2 separate regions of the Mus musculus genome follow, and region 1 is linked to region 2. Evidence: chromatin contacts called from public Hi-C data. All regions are on one chromosome and are shown on one strand. The core of a region is the stretch at or near the end of the contact, and the rest is flanking DNA. Distances in the headings are between cores, read along the strand shown.

What was found. Hi-C and Micro-C count contacts between places; a contact is called where the count stands out from the background.
Region 1: a contact with region 2 is called in a Hi-C map of cortical neurons, with 2.0 times the contacts expected there. The contact joins the promoter of Clca3a2 here to the promoter of Sh3glb1 in region 2. A contact is called at or near these places in 2 of 39 promoter capture datasets (macrophages and stem cell-derived epiblast-like cells), 7 of 484 Hi-C or Micro-C datasets (the G1E-ER4 cell line, the HL-1 cell line, cortical neurons and 2 more) and 2 of 115 datasets of contacts at active chromatin or transcription factors (embryonic stem cells and stem cell-derived neural progenitor cells).

What each region holds. Positions count from the first base shown.
Region 1 is chr3:144,817,698-144,821,097 of GRCm38.p6, reverse strand. Clca3a2 (chloride channel accessory 3A2) reads left to right here and starts at 1,604. Exons shown (of 14, transcript NM_030601.3): 1 at 1,604-1,787; 2 at 3,035-3,175. The coding sequence starts at 1,629.
Region 2 is chr3:144,718,656-144,721,768 of GRCm38.p6, reverse strand. It overlaps Sh3glb1 (SH3-domain GRB2-like B1 (endophilin)), which reads left to right and starts at 1,434. Exons shown (of 9, transcript NM_019464.3): 1 at 1,434-1,787. The coding sequence starts at 1,716.

The DNA of each region.
Region 1 (3,400 bases), core at 355-2,854, 99 kb before region 2:
GCATTATTTTATTTAATGTTTGCAATGTTTTTGTTTTGTTTTGTTTGTTTTTAGAAAGATACTTGCTCTCCTCATTTTACAGCTATGGAAATTGGGAATGAGAGAGGCTAAGTTGTGATGGAGAGTTTTCTTGACAGAAGGAAAATGGTTGAGCTATTAAGGTGATACATTATGTATGCCCAAATTCACCCAAGATAAACAGATGGGGTGCCATAGCAGTGACTCAAGTAGATAGAAAGAAAAATGCTTATAGTGGGGACAGTGTGGGAAGATTTCACAGCCTTTATCAAGCTTGGACTGCAAGCTGGGACAGGCCCAATAGTTGAAGATAAGAACATGAAGGAAAGCTAAGTTTTCCCTGCAACCAGCTGGCTTTTCCCATAGCCTCGGGCAGCTCAGGGATTTCTCATTCCCAGCATAAACCCTGGAAGACTCTATTTACAGTTTTACAAATTAAAGCCATAAAAACAAATTTTAATTAGCAATCTTATGTCAGCATTGACACTTACAACAGCATGTGATGTTTAATAATAGTGTATAATTCTAGTTGAGTTTTTTAAGTGTCAAAGTCCTGCTTGAAGTGCTTTTCCTGCATTCTCTCATGTAGTACTCCCCAGATTGTATAACAGTTTTGTCACAGAGAAGATGAGAGTCTCCATTCCAGACAAGAGAATAGATTTCTCTTATGCTGTATTTTTAAGATTTTTTTTATCACTGTTAATTACATGTATGTGTGTATGACTGTGTGTGGTTGTGTGTGTATGAGTTCAGGTGCCAAAGCAGGCTAGAAGCGTTGAATTCCTGGAACCTAGGGTTACAGATGGATGGGAGTGCCTGGCTTGGTACTGGACACTGCAAGGGCACTGTGTGCTTAAGTGCTAACCCACAGCTCCATGTCCCACACCTGGGAATAAAAAGAAAAACACATTCTCATAATATTTCTGTCTTTAAAGAAACAAAATTTCTTACTACAGATGGCCCTAGGAAACTCTTTTCTTCTTCTTCTTCTTCTTCTTCTTCTTCTTCTTCTTCTTCTTCTTCTTCTTCTTCTTCTTCTTCTTCTTCTTCTTCTTCTTCTTCTTCTTCCTCTTCTTCTTCTTCTTCTGTTGTTTCTGGCTTTTCTTTTTAAAAGGGTCTACTCCATGTGTAACACAGCAATATAAGGCCCCATGCCCTGCTTCAGGAGTTATTACATTTAATCTTCACAACATTCCTTTTTAAAGACCTCATTGACCTCGTTTTGAGTCAGAAAAATTGAGGCTGAGAGAGAAGTTATACTCAGAAAAATAATCTCTTGCTAACAAAATATTTAAAATCTAGTAAGAAGATGTGTTATGTTGGTAAGATGAGCTTAAGCAACAAGACAGAGTACAACAGTGACTCGGGAAAGGTAAAAAACTTTAAGATACTCCAAGAAAAATAATGTGGGAGGATCTTACAGATAAGGTACATCAAGCCTGGGCTGGCACAGTGGAATACTGTCAACAGTTGGAGAAAAGGAAAGTCCCAAGAGATATCAGCATTTCTATCAAATTATGCAAATATTCTGGCCGTGATTCAAATTCCCGAGCGAGGCACACACATAAATGCCCTTCTGTGCTGCTCCTTCTCACTGGAGCAGTGCGACCATGGTGCCAGGGCTGCAGGTCCTTCTGTTCCTCACCCTGCATCTCCTGCAGAACACAGAGAGCTCCATGGTGCATCTCAACAGCAATGGATACGAGGGTGTGGTCATTGCCATTAACCCCAGTGTGCCAGAGGACGAAAGGCTCATCCCAAGCATAAAGGTAAGAAGGGGTTTTATTGTCAGGTCAATAATTCTGTTGCCTGCACATCCAAACTCACACACACAGTTACACACTCACACACACAGTTACACACTCACACACACGGTTTTACCCTCCCAAGGGGCGCTTTGACCGTCTTCATCATGCCTGCAGTATTATCTTCAGTCATGATGGGAATCTGCCTAGCATTATATTTTATTATATAATAAAATCTGTGTTTAACCTGTTAATAATTTATTAACTTGATAAGGTAAGAGACTTCAGAAGAAGAAGAGTTCTCACACTTTATCTTAGTAATGTTGGTTTACACAGTCTATACAGCAAATGTCCTGCCCACTCCTCCAGCTGCTCCTACGTGCTCAACTTTGGAAAACCGAAAATCCTTACCTATCTTACCTTGAAGGAAAACTTACACATGCTTAAAGCTGATGTGTTTCTAATTGCACTTGTTTAATAAAAATGTTTGCATCCTGTGTACTTTGTCCATAGGTCCTTGCAACATCTCCATGCAGTGCTTAGGAGCAGAAGGCTGGGTTCCTCTAAAAATTGAATGAATTATTTGTAGGATTGTAGCAAGTAGCAGGCAGAAGCAAACCAGTCTTATTTGTCTTTATTATTAGCTCTTGAGCCATGCCAGAGTGACTCAATGGGTTATAAATATAGCTGTGTATACATATGTGTAACAATAATAATTGAAGATGAGGTCGTGAATTTGTTAGGGAGAGTGAGGGTTGTGGGAGGAATGGGGGAAGGGTGTAGACACATTCGTATATAAAGTTTACCCAAAAAATGTGTGTTTTTTTAATAATCTGGTCATTTATTTATATGCTCTACTTGGGCAGTAACTCAAAATAAAACAAAAGCAATTTTAATTAACATAGAATATAATAATTACCAGACCTTAAGTTCCCTGTGAGTTTGAACAATGCAATTGTAAAAAAAATTGATTAACACACCACTTGCCTGCAGACTTCTGACTTTCATCCCTGTTATGCCTCACGTCGCATCTCCAATCCAACTGCCACCTGGAGGGGTGGGCAGGTGAAGGTCAGGGTTAGCTTTGGGCATGTGGAAATGAGTTTACGGATCCAAGAGATTCAGTTAAATGTATCCCAGTTTTTCAGTTACTCTGTGCACACACACTTGAGGAAGAGGAGCCTCCGTTTGCTTCTTCTGGTTTATGTATAGATGATTTATGCTCAGTTTGTTTCGAGATTGCTACCACAATGCACTTTTCATTTTCTCAGGAAATGGTAACTCAAGCTTCTACCTACCTGTTTGAAGCCAGCCAAGGAAGAGTTTATTTCAGGAACATAAGCATATTAGTCCCGATGACCTGGAAGTCAAAATCTGAGTACTTAATGCCAAAACGAGAATCGTACGACAAAGTAGGTTTCCTGTCCAGCTCCTAAACTGTTTCTTGTGGGTTTCCAAATGAATGTTTACAAGGTTTGATAATTGTTAACCATTAAGTTAGTAATAAGTATTAAAACTTTTTGTTGCTTTTGTGTGCTTGTGTGTACATCTGTGTGGACTATGTGTACACATTCACATGTTTGTGTATGTGTGTGGAAGCACACACATGCTCTCCCCAAGTGTGTGTGTGTGTGTGT
Region 2 (3,113 bases), core at 185-2,684:
ACTGTTAAAGACAAGACCTACCATTCTCTCACAAATGCTCTTAGTTTTTTTTAACAGAGCACATTGCATTTATTCGATCGAACTGCCATTGTGAGGACCTAAATGGCCCAGTTCTCACTAACGATGTGAAAATGAAAGTTTACGAGCTGGGGGTTATGGAATGCTTGTTTTAAAGGAGAAAGGGACACTGAGCTGGTGTGTACTTTTGCCTCTCCCCTTCATTTCCTTTCTAATGTGAGAACATATGTGTGATATCTAGAGGTTCCAGAGGCATCTTGAAACACCAAAATGAAAGTTACATGATAAGACCTGTAAAACAGGATCTATTGGACAGTGGTTTGGTCCCCAGGATAAAGGAAGTGGGGAGAAGAAAAAGGAGGGAGGAACAAGAAAGAAAAACAAAGACAGGAGGGTGATGGGTTTGAAGCGGTCTTTGGATACCTGAAGCCAGGCTAGGTCGCATGAGGCCTTTTCTCAGAAAACAGAAACTAAATTAGCTGAGTGTAGTGTGGGTGTCTGGGTGGGTGGGTGTGGGGGGAAGGGCTCATGCCTTTATCACACAGCTAAGAGTTGGAAGGTTGAGGCCCTGCCAGACAGTAGGTACTCAGGAGTGAAGGAATGTATAACCGGATAGGAACCTTGTCTTTCTTCTCCATTGTCTCTCTGAAATGCTCTTATATACCTTCCCAGGGGATGGGAGATACTTTCTAAATATGCCTCAGATGACCACCAGCCACCAAAGGGACTGAACCCTTCAGCACCTACTCAATGCCTCACACACAATAGGTCCTCAACAGTGAGTCAAAGTATAATAGGGTAGGGGACAATGAAGACAATCCCGTTCAGCAAAGATTGGCTAGGTGTCTACCCAAGCCATAGGTAGCCTTTGACCCCAGACCCAATACAGGAAATCCGGGCCAATGATTCTATAGTGTCAGTTCTGTTTCCTTTTAAGGAACGTTTTGTCCATGCTTTTCTAAGGAACTTTTGTCCGGGCGATTCTGTCACAGACACTCACTGAGATGCTGTGGGAGGGAATCAGGGTGAGAGCCCAGGAGGCTCTCGTTCTGGTAAGAACTTCCACTGATGCTCTGACACTGGCTTGGTGCTTAGTGAGCTGTCAGGAGAGCCTCAGCCGCGGCTCCACCCAGTGGTGAATCCTCGGCCACCCTGCAGGGGTCGCTGTTCCCATGAGAACCTCTGCAGCGGCTCCACCCAGTGGTGAATCCTCGGCCTCCCTGCAGGGGTCGCTGTTCCCATGAGAACCTCTGCAGCGGCTCCACCCAGTGGTGAATCCTCGGCCACCCTGCAGGGGTCGCTGTTCCCGCGAGGACACCCCCGCCCCCCACCCCACGCCATCGGTGAGGCCACGCCCCCCTCCCGGCCGGCTGTTTTCCGCCGCGGTTGCACAGTCGCCGGGCGGCGGGGCGGGGCGGGGCCTTCCTCCGGACGCGACCTCGGTCCCCGTGGCTCGCAGCTGCTCGGCGACGCGACAGGCCCAGCGTGTGAGCGGAGAGGCGCGCGCTCGCGGGCGCCCGCCCTCTTCCCTCCCCCGCCTCCCCGCCAGGAAACGACAGCTGCGCGGGGCTGGCGCCGCCTCCCGCCACCTACCACGTCCGCCCCGCCGTCGCCGTCGCCCGGCGCCCCAGCCCGGCCGCGGCGCTCCCCGCCTCCCCGCTAGCGCAGCCGGCGGCTCTGCCCGGCTGCCGCCCGGCATGAACATCATGGATTTCAACGTGAAGAAGCTGGCGGCCGACGCGGGCACCTTCCTCAGCCGGGCCGTGCAGGTACGGCGGCGGCGGTTGGGGCCGGGCGGGGTGGTGGCGCCGGGGAGGGCGAGCGGAGGGCGGGTCGGGGACGGCGTCGCCCTGGTACCCAGGCCTGCCGATGGGCGCGGCCTGGCGCCCCTGCCCCGCTGGCCGTTTCCGCCTCGCTCGCCCGGCCGCCGCCGCCCCGCGCCCCGGCAGGCGAGTCGGGACGCGGCCCAGGGCGGACACCTTGGGTTCACCCCGGGGCGGAGGCCTCGGTGCCCCAGCCGGCGAGGCAGGGCACGCCGAGCACCTTGGCGCCACCCCCACCCTCCGCTGCGCTCGCTCTCGCCCTCCGGGCCGCGTCCGACCGAGAAGGGAGTTTCCTTTTCCTGCCCCTCAACGCAGAGGAGCTGCCAGCTCAGTTCCCACCAGCCCTCGCTGCTGCCCCTTGGAAGGATTGTCCCAGAGCTTAGCAGCCCGTGGGGGAGATGGAGATTGCCTGTCCCTGTCGGTGTCCCAGCTTCACCAAGGACGCAGGACACCTAGGATTAGGGGTGCCCTGACGCGTTCCCCAGATGGGCTATATAGAGCAGGGGTGAGAGGAGGACGCGATTCACGTTGTTGTCACATTGGAGGGGACCGGGCACGCTTGGCTTCAGGCGCACTTGGAAGGGAAAAGTTCACTGCGTCTCCTTATTCTGTGATTAAGGAAGTGTCAGCAATAGGGAACTTGGGCAGATTTTTTACAGTCAACACCCACATTATGCAAACTCAGTTAAATCTCGGAGCAGATGTCAATTTCACAACGTGGCTTGTAAACAATCTGGTATTGAAGTTAGTGACATAGGGTAGCAGCAGCCCTCTGTTCCGGAAAGAGAAAACAAAAGTAATGTCCCATGTGCCAAAATCCCACCGAACTATAAATCTCACGTGTGCTGCTTTATTTCTTGATTCATTTCATTTTACTGGCACTGTGAATATCATATTTCGTTATCCTTGGCAAAAGAATCGGACAGTTCCCCAGGGTAATGACTGCCTATCTTATGAAAAATAGTATGACGAGCAGTTTACTGTGCATTGAACGTACTAGCTGCAGCCCATCTCTGTCACTTTGCCAGAGAGGCATTGTTCGCCCTCCCTTAAAAAGGAAGCAGTCTTAGAGAGGGTAAATAAACTGGCTTGACTTGCTTGGCTAGCAGACAACCAAAGTTGCCCTCTGACCCACTACTTACTATACTAGAGGCTGCGTTTTCCCTCAGAATGATCATCACGGGGTTAAGATATGTAAAATAGCAATATGATGTGGCCCCAAGAGAACTTAAAGATCATTTGGTAAAATCTGAACTCTTACCAACAGTGAGT